Linked DNA regions of Sus scrofa: region 1 is linked to region 2. A link is a contact called in public HiChIP or PLAC-seq data. All regions are on one chromosome and are shown on one strand. Each heading gives the region's core, a stretch centred on a gene start, on an enhancer-like site or on the middle of the called end of the contact. The rest is flanking DNA. Distances are from core to core; before and after follow the strand shown. Region 1 has its middle 51 kb from the start of CITED2. Region 2 has its middle 530 kb from the start of CITED2.

Evidence for each region. HiChIP or PLAC-seq counts read pairs in DNA pulled down with a chosen protein or histone mark.
Region 1: a contact with region 2 is called in an H3K27ac HiChIP or PLAC-seq map of alveolar macrophages. The contact joins two enhancer-like sites. A contact is called at or near these places in 1 of 47 Hi-C or Micro-C datasets (skeletal muscle) and 1 of 2 datasets of contacts at active chromatin or transcription factors (alveolar macrophages).

Annotation. Positions count from the first base shown.
Region 1 is chr1:25,102,024-25,107,062 of Sscrofa11.1, forward strand. No RefSeq gene overlaps it. Among named protein-coding and RNA genes, the nearest start is that of CITED2, 51 kb to the right of the region's middle. Within about 2 kb of position 2,893, at least 3 of the 83 cell types and tissues checked have an H3K27ac peak or open chromatin away from gene starts, as enhancers often do. A contact at or near this core is called in alveolar macrophages, where this site is marked.
Region 2 is chr1:24,618,320-24,623,247 of Sscrofa11.1, forward strand. No RefSeq gene overlaps it. Among named protein-coding and RNA genes, the nearest start is that of CITED2, 530 kb to the right of the region's middle. Within about 2 kb of position 1,767, at least 4 of the 83 cell types and tissues checked have an H3K27ac peak or open chromatin away from gene starts, as enhancers often do. A contact at or near this core is called in alveolar macrophages, where this site is marked.

The sequences.
Region 1 (5,039 bases), core at 1,643-4,142, 480 kb after region 2:
CCAAATACCTTTGAGGGCTAGAGCAACTGCAGGTCACAGACCTTTGCACACAGGCTGAGTGACTGGATGAGGGCCAGAAAATTCTCTACTTTTGTTTCCTCTACCTGGTAGAATAAGAACACCATGCTGCATTGGTAAAGACCACTGCTATGCCTCTTCCCTTTCCAAAAGAGAGGTTAACATCATTATTTTGGAAACATGACATTTTTCACATTCATGAGTTGGGCTGGGTTTTGTTTTGCTGGGGTTGTTTCCTGTATAATGATTATTCACATACACCTGATTAACCACCTGTCAAATTAAAAGTCAAGGGCTTCCCGTCAAGAATTTTGAGGATTTATTTTTTCCACCACAGAGGCCTCATCAGGAGTTCCTGTTAGAACCAGCTGGATTGCCACAGCTGACTGCATGTTCACAACTGCCTCCACAGTCCTTTACACAACACTTCCAAGAGTCCAGGCAGGTACATGGGAAGTCTGATTCCACTGTGGGATATTTAGTTCACCTTCGTTGAGAAAATGGGCTCATCTCTCTCCCACTCGGGTACAGTGTGTCACAGTAACACCTATTCTAGCAACTTCAGTGAGGTTTATTTGCTCAGTCAGAAGCTTGACCTGCTGTGGATCACACATTGCCCTCTACAAGTTAATTGGTAATGCCAAAATTGTGCCTAATAATGGATTTTTAGTAAGCTTTAAAGAAATACAATAAAGTGAAGCAGCTATATTGAAACAGTCATATAAACTCTAGTCAGGCAATGAGATCTTGCTGTACAGCACAGGGAACTATATCCGGTCACTTGTGATGGAACATGATGGAGGATAATGTGAGAAAAAGAATGTATGTATATATGTATGACTGGGTACTTTGCTGTATAGTAGAAATTGAGGGAACACTGTAAATGAACTGTAATGGAAAAAATAAAAATCAAAATAAATAAATAAATACATAACTCTAGTCAGTATATTTGGTTTCTCCATTATTCCTCTTTGGCAAACCAATAGGAATTAAATGTGTGTATATTAAATGGTAATAATTCTTAGGTTAAGTGAAAACTCTATTCATTTCAGTATTTCACTAACGTACAAGCAGTTGACTTTTTAATTCATCTAATTTTTATTACTGATTATGGTAATATATAAAATTATGCTCATCTGTATAAAAACAGATCCATTTAGTTTATCAGTACGTTATACATTTGTAAACTTTATAAAATATGCATGCCCATTTAACAGCATTTTCTGCTATGCTTCACTAGAGAATAAAAATTCTATTTTTGAGAAGCTCCCACTGTGGCACAATGGAATAGACAGCGTCTTGGGAGCGCTGGGACATAGGTTCAATCCCTAGCCTGGCACAGTGGGTTAAGAATCTGGCATTGCAGCAGCTGCAGCTTAAGTTTCAATCCTTGCTTAGGTTGCAACTACAGTGCCAATCCTCCCCTGGCCTGATAACTCTATATGCTGCAGGGTGGCCAAAAAAGGAAGAAAAAAAAAAATCTATTTTTGAAAAGTTGTATTTGTTTACTGATCTTGTCCTCTAGTTTCATAATTTTCTCACCTCCCCAAAAGTTGCCCTCAATAATAAAGAATTTGAAAACATATAACAATGAGGAAACAAATGCATTTATATTTCTTAAATAAAATGAAAATCATACCATCACTTAGAATTTGCTATATGCTAGGAACTGTGCTAAGCATATTATGTCTGTTATCTCTTTTAATCCTCACAACATTCCTACATGTATGCACTATTGGTATTAGACTCACTTCATGCACAAATAATATAAGAGGTAGAGGTAAAGCAAATATTTAAGACCATCCTGATGGTAAGGGGTACAGCTGAGATTTCAGCTACAATTCTGATTGTAGAGTCTTAGCTCTTGGCCCACATATTCCAGTGATAAACTAGTCATCTTTAACTTGTAGGGTATTATGGATCACTCAGAGAATCTGGTTACAGTTAGAGAAACTCTCCTCACCAAAAAAAAAAAAAAAAAAAAAAAAAAAGGTGGGGGGAGTTCCCACCATGGCTCACTGGAAATGAATCTAACTAGCATCCATGAAGACACAGGTTCGATCCCTGGCCTCACTCAGTGGGTTAAGCATCCAGCATTGACGTGAGCTGTGGTATAGGTCGCAGACATGGCTTGGATATGGTATGGCTGCAGCTGTGGTGTAGGCCAGTGGCTACAGCTCCGATTAGACCCCTAGCCTGGGAAGCCCCATATGCCATGGGTGCAGCCATAAAAAAACAAAACAGGAGGTCCCTTCATGGCTCAGTGGTTAACAAACCCAACTAGGATCCATGAGGACGTGGGTTCGATCTCTGGCCTCGCTCAGTGGGTTAAGGATCCGGCGTTGCCATGAGCTGTTGGTGTGGGTTGCAGATGTGGCTTGGATCTGGCATTGCTGTGGCTGTGGTGCAGGCCGGCGACTACAGCTCTGATTCAACCCCTAGCTTGGGAACCTCCATATGCTGCAGATGTGGCTCTAAAAAGCAAAGCAAAGTGAAAAAAAAAAAAAAAAAAAGTACCAAACGCATATACACACTTTCACTCATATAATTTCAGAGGGTCTACAGACCTCCTTGAAGACCATCCAGAGTTTCCTTAGGGTTCTTAAATTCCAAATTATGGAACTCCAATTTAAATATTTCCTTAAGGATCAATGTATGGGAATTTGATTGTTGTTTATTTAAGGAGCTGTGCTGTAGAAATGAAAACATAAAATGAATGTGGAGAAAAAAACCATCTGGAAACTTGAACACTGGAACACCCTAGCAATGACCAGAGCAGTGAGTCAAGAGTTCCAGAGTCCTACCATAAGGGTGTCTGTGTTAGGCTCTTCCAGTTACCAGAGAGAAATGAGGAAGAGGTGGTTGCTGTAAGGATACAAAATGGGGAAAGAACCTCTCAGAAATAAGAACAGGAACTGTGGTTGGGACAGACCTTCCTAAGCATGAAATTGGACCAGAAGATTGAGCAGTTCTGAGACAGCCTTCCAGACCAACACAAGCATGTGGGCTTGAACCTGTGGTCTTCCTCTCCTTATCCACTGTGTTCACTTCTTTCTGACCTGCTTATTCTTTTCTCCAAACCATATATCTCATCCTGCAGGGACTTCTATGCTTAAGGATAACCTCTTAATTTTTGCCAACTCCAGTTTCTGCCTCCTCATCACTTCAGATTGCCATGACTCCTCATAGTTCTAATTTTACCTCAAGGCTCCTCCCCGGTGTCTTTTCAGCTACTATTTCCACCACTAGAATGAATGGGGTTAGCTGCCCCTTTCTTGCAGTATTTCCCAGTTCAAGAGCTTGATTGCAGCTCATGTTTTTTTGTGTATGAGGTCATGCCATGGGTTTTTAACTAGCCTACAGTTTGGATGTGCTTGTGACAGATGCCACCCAATCCAATAAACTGCAACTGGTGGCAAAGAGGGTAAGGGGGCTCTTCTGTGGAAATGAACATGCACCTGCCTGGGTATGCTTTCCTCATTAGAAGATGTGGTTGGGGAACTTTTTGTAGACATGTGTAGGGACAAACTATCCAGTTCATACCTTAGGACAGGCTGGTTGTGTGAGACATCAGTGAGACCTTTCACACTTTGAACTATGTCCACCTATTACTAGGTCCTCCACACCATTAGGTGAGTGTGTGTTTAGACAGGGACTAATGGCAATAGGAGTCTTCACTACCAATGAAAGGCCAGGAATTGGGGGAAATCTCTTGATCTGACACCAACCAGGCATGCCTCTCAGTTCTATGCCATACAGGAGACCTGTGCCAAGCTTGTTGTGCCAAGCTTCTTGTGCCAAGCTTCAGGACACACCATACTTCCTGGCACATTTCACTGGTTGCTCACTGAGCTTTTTAAGGAGGAAGTAGCTTAAAGGGCACTGTGACATATACAGGATAATAGAGCTACAGAGTTAGACAGAACTTTAAACATCACCTATTCTACCCACATATTCTATGGAGAGGAAGGCTGAGTCTGAGAGGAGGAAAGTGCTGAAAGAAAAGCACACAGAGAGCTGGCACTGGGGCCCTGAATGCCAGGTCACTTCTCCCTGCAGCATCCCTGTCCTGTGAGCCACATTGGCTCTTCATTCCCTTACTGTCACTGAGCACTACCATTCTGTAGCAAAACAGAAAAATAGAAAAGCCTGTAAAACATCTCATGCTATAAAGATTCAATCCCAATTTGTCTATATCTATAGGGTCTCTCTAACCATAGATAGATAATTTATCTGAAATAATCCTAGAAGACTCACCGTGTCATTATTAGACATGTGAGTTGACCTCTATTTCTTCTTCTGAGAAATAGCAATTCATTATGCACCCATGATTTATATAACAAATACAAACTGTATATCTGCTATGTTCCAGGCTCTGAGTATAAAATGATGTTGAACAACTGTCTTGTTCCTCAAAGAGCATTTACACTCTAGTAGGGTTGTGTAAGAGAACTTACACCCAAGGGAGAGGGAGGCAAATGAGGAAGAGGATCAGGAAAAACTTTCCAGATGGATACTTGAAGTTCAAAGGCACAGGTAGAGAAGGAGTTAACCAGGCAAGGACTGAGGCTGAGCACTGCACAACTGGGGAAGATGTGCAGTATGACTCAAGCATAGAGCACAAGGGGAAGATAGGGTGGGATCGGGAGGAGATGAGGCTAGTAAGTAAGCAGGGTCCTGGTGACAACTTCACATACCATCCCCTCTCTTTACCTATTGGCCATGAGTTACACAACCAGATTTGTACTACAGAAAAATTATTGTAATGGCTATATGGGGAATGTCCATCAAGAGCTTAAGACTGGAAGCATGCTGCAGTAACCTGCTGCAGTAATTTAGGAGTGATGATGGTATCATGACTTGCAGCAGAAGGAAGTAGGCATATTCCAGGAATTTTTAAAAGATATCACTTGAAGTGTTTGGAGGTTGACTAGAGGCCATGGGAAGTGAAGGATGAGATGGGAGAGGAGGAACAGAGGCTACAGCCACACTCCTCCTGACCTGGGTAGGGGGATACAGGC
Region 2 (4,928 bases), core at 517-3,016:
ATTGGTAGCGTACTCCATACACTACTGGGCATAGAAGAGTTAAATGGGAACACCATTTTTAAATCCCAGAGGGCTGGAGGGAGGAGAGAGGGTAACAGTGGGTTTAATAAAGTTACACAGGCAGAGTCCTGGTGCCTAAGCTCCTCCACCATGTTCCTTCTGAGACTTCCATCAGTCAGGAAGTGATTCTCTTAGTCCAAAGGTGTTTAAATTGCCCTCTTTTGCCCATACTGCCGAACAGGAGGACACCCAGGGCACAATATTCACAAGAAAGAGACCTACATTTCTAGAGATAACATGGAAAGCAAACGAGGCACATGTCACACAGCCTCCTCAGCAACACAGTGTTAAAAGGAAAACATATTAAACCTTGAGCACTTGCAGACGGAAAGGCCAAGAAAGTGATACAAGTAGTAATGAAAAGTTCCAATACCTGGTCAATTCCCATTCACGTACAATGAAATAGAGAAGTACACAAAAGCGCATACACGTGCTCTCCTCCTGCACCACAGGTGTGTGCCTACTGGACAAGGCAGGAAAAGAAACGGACTGTAACAGAACACAGACGGGGTAAGGGTCTTCCCTGCAAGCTCGGTTGAGAGAGATAGATGAGGCATCTCAGAACTTCATCACAGAACATCTTGTATCTGTTATATTTATGCTTGTCAAGTTTATAACATGCACATAATTCTCTTTCATTCTTTCAACCAGGATTTACTCTCTTTTAGCTAGAGGAGGGCATGGGCTTTGTCTTTATTGCTCACTTTTAGACTTGGCAAGTAGATGCTCAACAAATATTTTCTGAATGAATTTATGAACTTTTCCAGGTCTAAAGAAGACTTCCATTTTAGATAAACAGTTACAAGAGAGTATGTTAATGGACAAGAGAGTGAGATCATGGAGTACTATAAGGTCAAGAGTAGGGGAACTTATGGAGTTCCCTGGCGGCCTAGCAGGTTAAGGATCCTGCTGTCATCACTCTGGTCACTATTGTGGCACAGGTTTGATCCCTGGCACAGGAACTTCCCATGCCTCGGGCAGCCACATAGGTGAGCTTAGCCCAATAGATGGGGTTATTCCATATTATGGAGTCAGTGATTTACGTTTAATCCTTTTCTGGTTTTCTGTATTCATTTATTAAAGATTTCCTTAGGTTTTGGTTTTATGAATATATAATCACTTTCTCTTATCCAATAGAGTCAAGACTTTGATATTCAGAAGAACCCAAACCCCTTTTGATAGCAGATTCCTTTTTAGAGCACTATCTTAATCAGGCCTATTTCTGTATGGTCTTGCTCCAGCCAACTGAAAGATGGCACATTCTGTAGGTTAACCCTATAGACTGTTGAGCAGTATCTCTGTGAAAGACATAGATATTGGTTATATTTATACAGGTATCTACACTAGGGTGGAAGTGAGCAAATCTCCCTCTTCTATATATTAATATCAATCAATAATTTATGAATTTACTTAAATTGACCTTACACTAATTTATGTTTTCAGCCTTCTGGGCAATGAGTTCCATGCCATCATTCCTTTTTCTCCTAAATAATAAATTTCATTTGTGTTAGAATTCACCACAAGCAATTCAGCAGAACATCATTAGCCTTCTACAAAATACCATAAGACTAAAATGTTATCTTCACTAACATAAAGACTTTGACTTTTTCTAAAATTTAAATTTTATCTACTTCTTTCCCCTTTGGCATGACCTTACAAAGAACCATGATGGTTCATCTGTCATGATTTCCTCCTACAGAAACCACATTTTTTTCCCCATTAGGTCATGCATGTTAACCACTAAACAACTGCCTCATCACAACTTCCAGTGGGTGGAGAAGGGACGAAAGGGAAAAATACCAGTTTCCTTACAGAAAGAAATTTCACTAACAATCCCGCAACTTTCCTTCTATTTGTAACAAAAATGTAACAATCTAGTCCCTAACACCCAAACTACTTTTTATTATTAAAATACATGCCAATATACATATGCCAAAACCCACAGGAGGTCCAACAGCAAGAGTGAACCCTAATGCAACCTAAGGCTTTGGGTGAAAATGACCTGTCAATGTAGGTTCATCAGTTGTAACAAATGGTACCACTCTGGTGGAGGACGCTCTGGGAGGCTGAGGTGACACCGTGTATGCAGTGGGCTATGGGAACTCTCTGTAGTTCCCATTCAATTTTCTTGTGAACTTAAACTGCTCTAAACAAAAAAAAAAAAAAAAAAAAATTAAGTCTACAAAAAAAAAAAAATCTGCACAGAAATAAACACCAGACTCTAATCAAAATACTTTATGTGTTTTACTAAAATTAATTTATGTAATCCTCATGAGCGATATGAGAACTTATGAGACCTTATGAGACCTTATCAGAAAGATAGTAATACCATTTTTCCCTTTTTGATGATGAGGAGACTGTAGCAAAGAAAGACTACGTCATCTGAATGACACAACTGAAGAGTGTCAAAATTGCTACCTGGCTACAGTCTATACATCTCATTACTCAGCTGGGTTACTTTTCAATCATATCAAATAAAGTCTCTGGCCACACATTCCTCCCTTCCACCCTGAGCACATTTCTTTCTATAACTAGCTGGGCAGCTGTGGGTGATTTCATAGAAGCATTGTCTACTTCATAGCAATATATGTTTTTAAAGTCTCTGCCTGTATCACTCTTAAGGATAAGCCTCATAAGTAAAACGGGAAGTGAAAGAGTTCCTAATGGTTTTCTTGGTAAAGATGAATGTGAGGAGTCATTTGAGTTTTTCATTTGCATCACAGCCATCAGATTGCCTCATTGATGCTTTGGCTAGCTTCCCAATTTTGAAGTATTTCACAAGTTTGTATATACTGACTTTTCAGTTTATTGCCTTGGTTAACCCATGGTTATTTGGGGAAGGTTTTTATTTTCTTCATATTTTCTGTTTTGATGACCTGTGTCACTTCTAAAAACAGGAAAGAAACAAAATTTTTAAAAAGCTTAGTCAATAGTGAAATACCTACATTGTTTAGAAAACTGCAGTGATGTAGAGGAGAAAAGAATTTTCAAATGACATAGTGTTTGTTCCCAAAGTTCAACTTCCTTACTGAAAAGTTAATTTTATGAAAATGATTTTAACAAATATCTGAATATGTCATATGTTCTGAATATACACCATCCATATACATAAAAAGTTACTTTATAGTAAGAGTTGTTTCGGTATAAGAAGAGTCTTAGAGGATACAAATGAACTTGGAGGAATTAGTAATACTTTGAGAAAAATGCAGAAATAACATCGAGTTAAAGAGGTCACTGAAATCTGTCTTTGGTGGAAATAGGGTATCTAAAAGGAATATTGCAATACCTGCTGGCAGCTTTTAAAAATATTGATTGCTGAAATTGAAAAATGTCAACAAGTATGGAAGGAACAAAATCTACTTCACAAATAAAATCTGTCAAGATGACCAATTGTTTTGTATCTTTTTTCTATACTTTACTATATTTATAGTGTATTTATATACTATATATCTATATCTATATTTAAGTATAAAAATAAAACAGTACAAAGAATGTTTAAATATAAAAAGGAAACTGGCAAATTCAGAATATAATATAATTGACCATTAAAGTAGAAATGGCTTCTCTAACCAGAAAAATGAATAAGGAAATGAATAAGGAAATAATTTGCATTCTCTATGCATGTCATTTTTTTTTTTTCTTTTTTGGCTGCCCTGTAGCATATGGAGTTCCCAGGCCTGGGATCAGATCAGAGCCGCAGTTGTAGCCTACACCTGAGTCCAGGGATTGAACTATGCTGGGCCAGGGATTGAACCTGAGTCTCAGTGCTATAGAGCAGTTGCCAATTCTGTTGCACCAGAGCAGGAACTCCTCTCTATGAATTTCTTTACAAAGAAAATGTAGAAAATTTAATTGAAATAATGCTGGTCTTTGATGCTGACATTTACAAAAGAGAAAAATACAGAAATAATGTATTCATAGACAGTCTCAGAATACCCACAGCGGATGCATTGTTTTCTCAGGTTGCATAACTACTTTGAAAGATTTATTTTCTGTGTCATCAATGCAGAATTTTTGGCACTACCAGGATACTTCACCATTTGGCCCTGCAGACTCCAAGCAAGCCTGGAGTGTGCCAATTGGTTGGTGGGTTTTCAAAACCATTGTGATCTCTGCTGAGTTACCCCACTAGCCTTAGAAGAGTCTAATCCACATGTCACATTCCAGCTGTTTGCTTATTTGTTTTTAATCTCAATCTAGTTTAGTTGGAATAAGGTGAGTCAGCTTGCATGCATGTCAGCTGACATTTGTGTCATGGAAACTGATTAAAGGGATTGGACTTGAAATTGAAAAGATAAGAATGCGATTTAATGGGCCTTGTATGAACTGTGTTTTGTTTTTGTTCTTCCCTCCCCTTCTTCCCATGTAAACAAATTCCTTGAATTTTAAACTAAGAATCTTAATCTTCAGCACTTAAAGAGCCTTTCTTCTGTGAGGCACAGATTGATTTGGGAGGTAGGCAGTATCTGATCTCCAGAATGGATCTCTCATCATTATCATTATCATCATCAGGATAGCACTTACTATGTGCCAGCTAGTAGCCAAAGTGCTTCCATATATGACTTCATTTCATCATGGAACCTCCCCTATGGATCTGGTACTGTGCTTTTTTTGCCATTTTATTATGAGGAAATAGACACCAAGGTTCAAATGACTTTTCTGGAAACATTAAGCTAAGAAGGGGCACAGACAAGATGCAGATACAGACACAGTCACAGACACAAAAAAGCTAACAATAGAGACCCTCTATACTACCCCACAACATGAACTACAAGTATGAAATTGTCCATTCACTCAACAAGGTGAAAATAATAGTACTTTTGGAGGCGGAGCAAGATGGTGGAGGAGTAAGAGGTCACCGCACACCT